2 separate regions of the Sus scrofa genome follow, and region 1 is linked to region 2. Evidence: chromatin contacts called from public HiChIP or PLAC-seq data. All regions are on one chromosome and are shown on one strand. Each heading gives the region's core, a stretch centred on a gene start, on an enhancer-like site or on the middle of the called end of the contact. The rest is flanking DNA. Distances are from core to core; before and after follow the strand shown. Region 1 holds the start of LOC106510532 (zinc finger protein 345). Region 2 holds the start of ZNF260 (zinc finger protein 260).

What was found. HiChIP or PLAC-seq counts read pairs in DNA pulled down with a chosen protein or histone mark.
Region 1: a contact with region 2 is called in an H3K27ac HiChIP or PLAC-seq map of skeletal muscle, with 7 times the contacts expected there. The contact joins the promoter of LOC106510532 here to the promoter of ZNF260 in region 2. A contact is called at or near these places in 1 of 5 promoter capture datasets (fetal skeletal muscle) and 1 of 2 datasets of contacts at active chromatin or transcription factors (skeletal muscle).

The regions. Positions count from the first base shown.
Region 1 is chr6:46,611,292-46,616,029 of Sscrofa11.1, reverse strand. It overlaps LOC106510532 (zinc finger protein 345), which reads left to right and starts at 2,651. Exons shown (of 3, transcript XM_013998463.2): 1 at 2,651-2,769; 2 at 3,659-3,733. It overlaps LOC102164415 (zinc finger protein 420-like), which reads left to right and starts at 2,712. Exons shown (of 11, transcript XM_021097540.1): 1 at 2,712-2,769; 2 at 3,659-3,733. The coding sequence starts at 3,701.
Region 2 is chr6:45,854,271-45,859,579 of Sscrofa11.1, reverse strand. ZNF260 (zinc finger protein 260) reads right to left here and starts at 1,506. Exons shown (of 5, transcript XR_002345315.1): 1 at 47-1,506.

The DNA of each region.
Region 1 (4,738 bases), core at 1,402-3,901, 760 kb before region 2:
GTCCCAGGACTGGTTCTGGTGGTCCTTCTTTCCCCGAGTGAAGAATGCTTCATTAACATCTTCAAGTTGTTGGGGGTTTTACATACTGCGGAAGCATTCAAAGATACTGTAATTAAGATTCCTTGAGGAGAGAACAGGACTCTCCCCCCAGGCTGCATTATTGTCTGTGGACTGCTCCTCCCTGGTCTCTGCATCCCCTCCCTTCCCTTATTAGCCACTGTTTGCCTATATATGGGAAAATGACAAGACCCTTGAATTCCAGCACGCCTCAAACTCAGATTGAACCTGGGCTTGTAAGGAAGTTACCATATAAAGAGGTACAAAGTAATAACCTTTTGCTTTACAGGTTGAGTGTATACAGTCATGTAGCAGAGGGATTGAGAATACCTGAAGCCTACAATTTAAAGCTGAATCCATTATGCTGTGTAAAGATTCTAAATATGTCAGAGATGTCACTTTACCTAATGTGCCTATGTTGCTCTGTTCGCCAGCATCACATCCCTGTACAATTTCCTCTGAACATCTTTTCAGTGTGGCTGATAATTCCCGGTTGAACTGAACATTAAATCACCAATGTCTCTCAAAGAACAGAGAAGAAAAAAACATCTGGAGAGAAGTTTGTGGACATAACTCAAAACAGGTACCCCCAAAACAAAATATATCATTTAAAAAGTCAGCAGTTTCCTCCCACCGTGGCTCAGTGGGTTAAGAATCCAACTGCAGCAGCCCCCAGCTCCCTTAGCTGTGGAGACTTGGGTTTGTTACTGCTCCGTGGGTTAAAGAATCCTCTCTCCCACAGCTTCCTGTAGGTGGCAGTTGCTGCTGGGATTCAATCCCTGGCCCAGAAACTTCCATTTGCCATGGATGCAGCCAAACACACACACATACACACACACACACACACTGATTGGTATTCCATTCCAGAACAAAATGTGGAATCTTAAGTGTTTATATTAAAATGCTATAGGTGGAGTTCCCATTGTGGCTCGGCAGGAATGAACATGACTAGTATCCATGAAGATGTGGGTTCCATCCCTGGCCTCATTCAGTGGGTTGTGGATACAGTGTTGCCATAAGTTCCGGTGTGGGTTGTAGAAACCACAGGGTTGCAGCACTGCTGTGGTGTAGGCTGGCAGCTGCAAGCTGCAGCTCCAATTCCACCCCTAGCCTGGGAACTTCCATATGCCTGGGAATTTACACATGCAGTGGATGTGGTCCTAAAAAGACAAGACCAAAAAACAAACAAACAAACAAAAAGCTAGATGTTACTTATCACAATATGGAGCCCCTTCTCCTAAAACATACCATTTATATGTATTTATTAATTTGATGTCTGCGCCCTTGGCATATGGAAGTTTCTGGGTCAGGGATTGAATCTGAGCTACAGAGCCAGAGCTGCAACCTCCCTTTTAGCTGGGGGCAACCCTGGAATCCAATGGGAATCCAACTGGCACCTCCAACAGTGACCATAGCCGCTGCAGCCAGATTCTTAACCCACTGGCCATGGCAGGAACACCGACATGCTCTTATTATTACAATTTGAAGAGGAAATGGAAGCTGAGAGGACTTTTCCTCCTCTAGCCCATCCACCCATGCAGTGACCTACATTCACGTTCTGAAACACACACAGATCCACACACAATCTTGCCCTGACACACACACACACAATTACTCCCAAACACACGTGTCCACAATATGAACCTCCATCCTCCCAAAGCCACTCAGAATCTTGTTCCCACCTCTCTCTCACACTCATCAATTTTACCCACATACTGTCCCTCATTAATTCAACTAACCCCTAAATGTAGTCATGCCCGCAATCTCATCATGGTCTCACACTAGGGCCCTCCTTTGCCCGCTCTCACGTACATGACTGAGCTGTGGATTCCCCCCTTCTAACTCCCTAAGCTGCTTTGGTCCCAGACACTCAGGTCTCACGTTCGGTTTGCTCTTCTGGCTCCCCAACACGTTCCACAGCAACTTGCCCAGGGAGCATTTGCGCGTTCCCGCGGCAAAGCATAATTCTAAGCAGCGTCTTGAGCATTTATTTAACAGAGATCAGGCCCCACTTTAGCGCCTAGGGAACGCAATCCCTTTGGCCACTGGCAAAGTCCTGGACTACATATCCCAGGAGGCCATGGGACCCAGCATGTTGCACGGTGAGCGCCCAAAACCTGAGAGCCATACTCTGAGGCCGGGCTGTGTGAAAGTTGCAGCCGACAGTCACATAAGGAAGATTTTATTGAAGACTTTATTAAAGATAGGGAAGAGATACTGAACCCAACTTGGTCTATAACAGTAACCGGGGATTAATAGCCAATGGTCAGGGTGATGGAGTGGATGCAAAAAAAAAAGAGGAATTTGGTTAAGTATCCGGTAGGGGGATTTTTTTCTTGCTGAACTGGGGTCAGTAGATCAAGGACGAGGTCTAAGTCAAGAAGAGGGCCCAAAGGAGCTTGACTAAAGTTTGGTCGAGCGAGTTCTTTTCAGCTAAGCCTCGCGGAAGCCTCCCGTACGCTGCAGGTCCAAGCTCTTAACTACTGGGGAACTGGATAAACTGGAGACAGCTTTTAGCCCCCGTCGCCTTCTGGACTACATCTCCCAGAGGCCTCTAGGCCTAATGCCCCCTCCCGCGAGAACTATACCCGCTGCTGAGAGTGGGCGGGGCGTTCTGGCGGGTTGGGGGAAATGGCTTCGGGGTGCTGTGAGAGCTGCTAGGCTCAATTTAAGTAGAGTGGAGCCGTGCTGACCAGACCAGAGGAATAGTAGGTGAGATGTCCTGGAGCCTGGGGTTGGGACCGCGCCTGTCGGGAACCTCTGGCCTCTACGGGAGTCAGTTGAGAAGGGGAGATTGTGAGGAGCGTATGTGTCTGTGATTGTGTCTTTGTGTCTGTGTGGCCGCGTACCGAACTCTGAGGGCGGGGAGGCGGGCTTGATTTGCAGTTTTGATTGTGCTTGTATGACTGGGTGTGACACGAGAGTGCGATGTTCCTTGACTGCGGTTGTAAAACTGTGTATCCTTTTGGGGTGTGTGTGTGTGTGTGTGAGATTATGATCATTTGCTGAACCACGGGTGTGGAGGAAGACTTTATTAAAGACTTTATTAAAGAGAGGGAAGAGATATTTGCCTGTGAGATTTATGGCTGTTTCCCCTTGGGGGGTGTGTGTGTGTGAGAGAGAGAGATTGATTGATTTGTGGTGGTAGGATGCATGTGAATTTGTTGCCATTGTGTCCCCGTGGTAGGTGTCACTGGGTATGTGAGAATGTGGTGTGCCTGTGACTCTGCTGTTCTGACGGACTGCCCTGTGGTGTGTGTAATTGTGTGGCTGTCTGCAGCCCATTGTGTTGGAGGTCTGAGGTGCCTGTGTCCCCGTAGTGTGAGTTTGTATGATTATGTGTATCCATCTAGCACTGTAGGTGTGGGGCGTCTTTGTCTTGGAGCCTCTATGACTCCAGCGCTCTGTTCCCCGGAGACCTTTGTTAGCTCAGGGACAGATTCTGCCCAGAACTGCAAATGACCCTGCTCTTGTCTGTAATGGTGGTATTGAGCAGGACGCCCGAGCTTTGTCTGACCTACATCTGTAGGTGATGGGCGGTAATTTGACTTGGGGCTTCCAGAAGAGCCTGGTTTCTCCTGACTCCTTTTTCCCTCCTCAGCTCTGCTCTGCTTGAATAGAATCTTCCAGAGTGGAGTAGAGAATGGCTGTTGAACATCCTCAAGGCACCTGCAAGGTAGCTTGTCGTTTCTTGAAATCCTCTTTTCTTTGTCAGTATGTAACTGGCTTTCCTCCTCTTGAAAATTCTTGCCTATCAGATGACCTGATCCCCGGAATTTTTCATGTGTGAAATGTGATTTAAACCAAACCCCCATTCACACATGCACCTTTCTCTTTCTAATTTGTCAAATGGTTTAATTTTTTCTCCAGCTGTCTTAAAAAAACCCAACTATTTCTTTTTTAATATAAAATTAAAACATGATTGTTTTAAATAATTTCAAAAGTATGGCAATCCCCAATGAAGAAAATTTAAATTCCTACCTAAAACTAATGGCAACATTTTGATATTTTTTTCTCAGCATGTTTTATGTACATATATAAAATGTGATTTTAAAAAATTGAATTTATTCAGCATTTACTATTTTATAACCTTCATTTTTACATAAAATTATATTTTCCCCACATAATTTAATATTGGACACATTTTTAGAGGTACATATTTATTTGAAATGCCTATGGCTTATTTTTTAAATTTCAAATTAGATACACACATGCCATTTAATATCCATTTGTGCAGTTTAACAAATAATATAACGACTTGTGTAAAGAGAGGCTGCAAGGGGAAAAAAAAGACTCATGTAAGGAATACCCAGGTCCAGTAAAAGAATACAGCCATCTCTAAAGCAGCCTGATATATGCCTCCACAACCTGGAGGCACTTCTGGTGACAACCACTTTGTCTTTCATTAGAACTTTGGTGTGAATTCCAAAACCACATAGATTCAGTTTTTGTCTGTTTTATATTTTGGCATGAATAAATATTCTTTTGTGTCTTTTTTCATTAAAAATGTTTGTGAACATTTTCATATTTCTATAACTACAGTTCATTTTTCCCATTGCTATATATGTGTCTATATATATGTGTGTGTGTGTGTTATATGTATACACACACACTATCTCATTGCATGATAATATCAATTTACTTGCTTCCAGTTTTTGGCTATTTCAAGCAATGGGACTGT
Region 2 (5,309 bases), core at 257-2,756:
ATCCCGCACCCAGATCTGACCGCCGCAGAACCAAAAACAAACTCACCAGCAGACAAAGACGACGATGGCGAGCCAGAAAGCTTGCGCCTGCGCACTCCTTGGGCTGGGTAGCACTCCCAGAGGTCTCCTGGGCTTCAACAAGCCCCGGCTCACTACCCTGCGGAGTCCGATGATGTTGGTCGGTCGCCCACTTTGGTGACTGTGGACTACATTTCCCAGAAGTTTCAGTGATTCCAATCGTCTTTCGCGCTTTCTCAACTCCACCATAGCTTTGGCACTGTCTCCCTTGTCGGGGGACAAGTGTCTCTAGGCTGAGCCTCAGGACTTAGGTAAATAACATTCTACCTGTGTTAGGTCTACTTCTGGGAGAGGGCAGTGATATGCCTCGGGTTATATACAATAAGCTCACTTTAAGCACGCTGGGGTGATTCCCACTAGAAGCCACAGTGCCAGGGTATGCCAGGAGCGCCAAGCTCCAGGGCGCGTTTGAGGTTGGGGGCGAGCAGGGGTGAAGAATGGAGTGGTGGGCGGATCTCTTTGGCCGGGTTCACCCCCGGCGCCATCTTGTCCCTCGCGAGTGCGGCGCTCAACTACATTTCCCAGAGGGCGCCGCGGTCTCCGGCGGCGGCTCTGAGCGGAGCTCTTCGGCAGCCGGGCCTTAGTCTCGAGTGGTTGAGCCCGGCCGCTGATGCCCTGCGCGGGAGATTGGAGGTGAAACGTCTGTCTCGCGGAACCGGGATCAAGACTTGTTTTAAGTCTGTTCAGGCGGAATGGGCGGGTTTGGGGAGGGGAGTGTCGGTTATGAAGTTGTGTGTGACTCTGTGCTTCAGTGATGTGTCTTTTTTTTGTGACTGTGTGTGATACCGTGTTTATGTATGTGAGGAGTTTTACGTAGCGAGTCGCCGTGGTGTGATACTGTGTGTCCCTGTGGTAGGTGTGTGAATTTTTTCTAAATGACCATGTGTTCCTCTTTGTGTGCAGGCATAGGGAGTTTTGTGATTGTGCTTCTGTGACTGCGTCCCAACGGAAACTGTGTGGCACTGTGCGGAGGGAAGAATTTATGACTGAGGTTGTTACCTTTGTGTCTAGCGGTAGATATGTGACTGTGCAGCACTGGATGCGTAAATTTGAGGGTCGGCACTGTGTGTCACGTATAGTCATATGTGAGAAACGGGATGGCTCTTCCCCTTAGCAGTAAAGACCTTGAATATGATATTGAGGTTAAAGTGGAAGCCTAGATCTTCTCTGTTAGCCTTCCTCTTTTGGGGGCGGGAGGGCAAGGGAGTAAGGTGACTTTATCATTTGGACCCCAAGAAAGGTTCGGGAGTTCCCTTCGTGGCGCAACAGAAACGAATCCGACTAGGAACCATGAGGTTGCTGTTGATCCCTGGCCTCGCTCAGTGGGTTAAGGATCCGGCGTTGCGGTGAGCTGTGATGTGGGTCGTAGGCTGGCAGCTGTAGCTCCGATTGGACCCCTAGCCTAGAAACCTCCATATGCCGCGGGTGTGCCCTAAAAAAAAAAAAAAAAAGTTGTTCTTGCCCATCTCGGTCTATTAGCGGCTCATTGGGTCTGTCCCTTGTAGTGCGGAGCCAATAAACACACCACGTGCTTTCGATTAAAGCAGAAGCATGTATTACTTGTGACAAGTAAGGAGACAGGGAGATAGCTCTCAAAGCACTGTTTCTCCAGAGCTGGAGGGAGAAGTTTTAAACCCGGGGTGGGGGTGAGGGGCAATGCATAGTCTCGAAAAGGCAGGCATATTAAAGAGGCAAAGGTTACTCTAGGTTGCCAAAATCTGTAAGCAAACATGTGTTTTGGTTGTTTGTTCCCACTAATTTTTTGAAACATGTGGTGTTTGGAACTTTATGCAATTTAACGGTTTCTGCAAAACCAAGCACACTTTGGTTTAACCCCATTTTTTACTTACTGCTGTCTAGCTAACATAGTCCTCTTCCAAGAGAAATCTCAGAGGAGGAGAAAATATTAGTTGTGACATCTAAAAGTCTTTTTAAAGGTGACGATATTTTCGCTTTGTTTTTTTCAGGAAGTGATTTTTTTTTTCTTGGCAAACGCATAACAAAGACCCGTCATTAACCTGGAACCTAGTATTTCTCTTTGGAAACGTCTTCCTTGAACTTCCTAATTTTTAAAATTAATATGGCAAACAGTTTATCTTGTGTGCTATTTTGTTTTTACACGTGTACACATATGAAGATATATAGATACATATATATTTTTTATGTTTTCATTTAAGTGATGTTATTATAACTTCTCACATAATTGAGTTATTTGAGAATATTTTATTATTATTATTATTTTTTTGTCTTTTGTCTTTTTGTTGTTGTTGTTGTTGTTGCTATTTCTTGGGCCGCTCCCGCGGCATATGGAGGTTCCCAGGCTAGGGGTCCAGTCGGAGCTGTAGCCACCAGCCTACGCCAGAGCCACAGCAACGCGGGATCCGAGCCGCGTCTGCAACCTACACCACAGCTCACGGCAACGCCGGGTCGTTAACCCACTGAGCAAGGGCAGGGGCCGAACCCGCAACCTCATGGTTCCTAGTCGGATTCGTTAACCACTGTGCCACGACGGGAACTCCTATTTGAGAATATTTTTAACATTAGTGTTGTTTTATTGTATGTGTGACTAACGCAGTATCCAGTCTGTATTGCTACAAACATCCTGATTTTGGAGTTCCTGTTGTGGTTCCATGAGGACGCAGGTTCTATCCCTGGCCTCAGTCAGTGAGTTAAGGATTCAGTGCTGCCTTGAGCTGTGGTGTAGTTCACAGAGGCGGCTTCAATCTGGTATTGCTGTGGCTGTGGTGTAGGCCGACAGCTATAGCTCTGATTTGACCCCTAGCCTGGTAACCTCTATATGCCGCGGGTGCAGCCCTAAAAAGACCAAAAAAAAAAAAAAATCCTGATTTTGTTTGAAGGGGCACTGTGCCCAGCTTAAAGAGAAACGAATAGGAAAAAACAAACAAACAAAAAAACCCCTCCACGTTTTATCTTATCTTATAGATGTAAACAAAAGCTGTTAGATTGGGTTTCTTAAACAGTTCTTTAAAGAGGGGTGTGGGACAGGCTCAGTGGGCATGTATGCTTTTGACTTCCTTTCTCTTCCTTCCTGTGGATATTGTGTTGCATATGGAGCAACCATCTTATAAATGTATTTATGAGGAAAAGAAGAGAATTTACAGTATTATATTAAATGAAAATAGAGGACTTTAAATGGTATATATTGTATATGTTATTTAGTAACCAAAAAAAAAAAAATGTACTCATAGATGCATGAGTCTTGTAGCATGTAATTGTCTTCATCATGATGTTGATTGAGATAAAAATGCACAGTGTGAGAGCTGTGAGTTTCAGTTTTATTTGGGGACTTAACTGGGGACTGTAGCCCAGAAGACAACCTCCAAGATAGCTCTGAGAAACTGCTCTGAAGAGATGAAGGGGTATGTGCAATTAAGGATATATCTCGGTAGAAGGTTACTGCTAGTTACAAGGAACAGATATCTCAATTAATGATTTTAGTGCTTTTCTAAGTATGGGAAGATGCAAGAATCCAAGTTCATTAAAAAATTCACCTGAAATAGTCCTAATTATCTAAAGGTCCATTTTTACAGAGCACAGAGTGACTCATTCTGAATTCCTTTCAGGGTGTATTGTACATCAGTGACTTTAGTGGCTAATGACTTGATTCTTGTAGAACTGAATGGTGGGCAACATTCTTTGTTTTACATTTACCCCCTTTTGTTCATAAATTCAAGGTTTGGGAGACATTTTGTGACCAATTTGTCCCGCCCTGCTAGTGTTACCGGAATTTTGCCTGTCTGCCAGTGCCGAATTGAAACGCAGAGACAGTTTTGGGTAAAGGAGAAAAAAAAAATAGCTTTATTGCTTTGCCAGGCAAAGGAGGGCCACAGCAGGTTAATGCCTTAAAGACTGTGCCCCCCTCTTGGGAAGGATTGCAAGAAGTTTTATAGCTAAAAGGAGAAAAACAGGTTTCTGGATAAGAATCAGGGTTGGAGGTAAATATACATTCTTTCTTTAGGGGTGGAATCTGTAGTCATCGAGGTTGGTGTCATGAGATCTCAGCATGACCCTGGTGATCTGGGTTATCGTGTCTGGATTGTCCCTAGAAATAAAAATTCTTGCAAGAAGGGCATATTGGTTAGTGATTAGGGCAATTTAGGAAGGGCCTCAAAAGAAACATCACGTGGCTTATAGTTGGTGACTCACAGGCAGTTGTGCTCAGGGTGCCTAATCCATCATTTACGGGTGATTGTGTTTGGAGTACAGTTAAGACTCTAAGCTGTTCAATTGTGAAGTATACATTTCAAAAAGAAGTGAAGGAATATAGCTTTTCTCTTAGATGTATAAGGTGCCTATATTGTGTATTCCTTGAGAGGGAACCAGGATCCTACCCCAAGGCTGTTACTATTGTTCCTTGACTGTTGCTGCTTCCCTGATCAGCAGCAACTGTCTGAACCTGTCCCTAGGAACTTGGGGAAGGTCATGGTGGATGAACGCGGCCCATTTCCTAAGAATGGGGGACACAGAAAGGCTCTTGCGCCCAGGAGCCCCACAGGGCTATGTACAGTATCACTAGGAAGGCTCATTTCTAGGTCAAGTGAGAATTATGTTGATAAGCCACTCAGTGTGCTATTACTAAACTAGGCACTGTTAATGGTAGTCATAAAAGTCTCTGGGGCATCTGTCTTACTAGTCTGTTATGGTTTAGAAAATGATTCCCCCTTGCTGCTTTTTTTTTTCATATCTAGAACTACATTATTACAGTTATTTTGATCATGTATATATATATACATGTGTAGAACTGTATTTTTGGTTAATTGTTTCAGGTTGCTTAGTCATCATTTTTATCAGAGGCTTAGTCACACATTTGGTAATGCAGAAATAGTATTGTAAAATAGCCAAAGTAATCTAGCTAGTAGTATTAATAAGGTCATAACTAAGAATTTAAACCAACTACTTCCTTTAGGTGTGACCCAGTATATCGCTTGTTATCGGGACCCAGTCTATTCCTTATCAGTAGTTATCTTTAATGATATATAAACATTCATAAGGCACTCAGCCCTATTTGCTAGTGTTAAGGCTGATTATCTTTTTTTTCTTTTTGGCTGCCCCTAGGCATATGGATTTCCCAGGCTAGGGATCAGATCTGAGCCACAGTTGGGACCTGTGCTGAACCTGTGGCAACACCAGATCCTTTAACCCACTACACTGGGTTGGGGACCAAACCTGCACCCTGGTGCTGCAGAGACACTGTGGATCCCGTTGTGCCA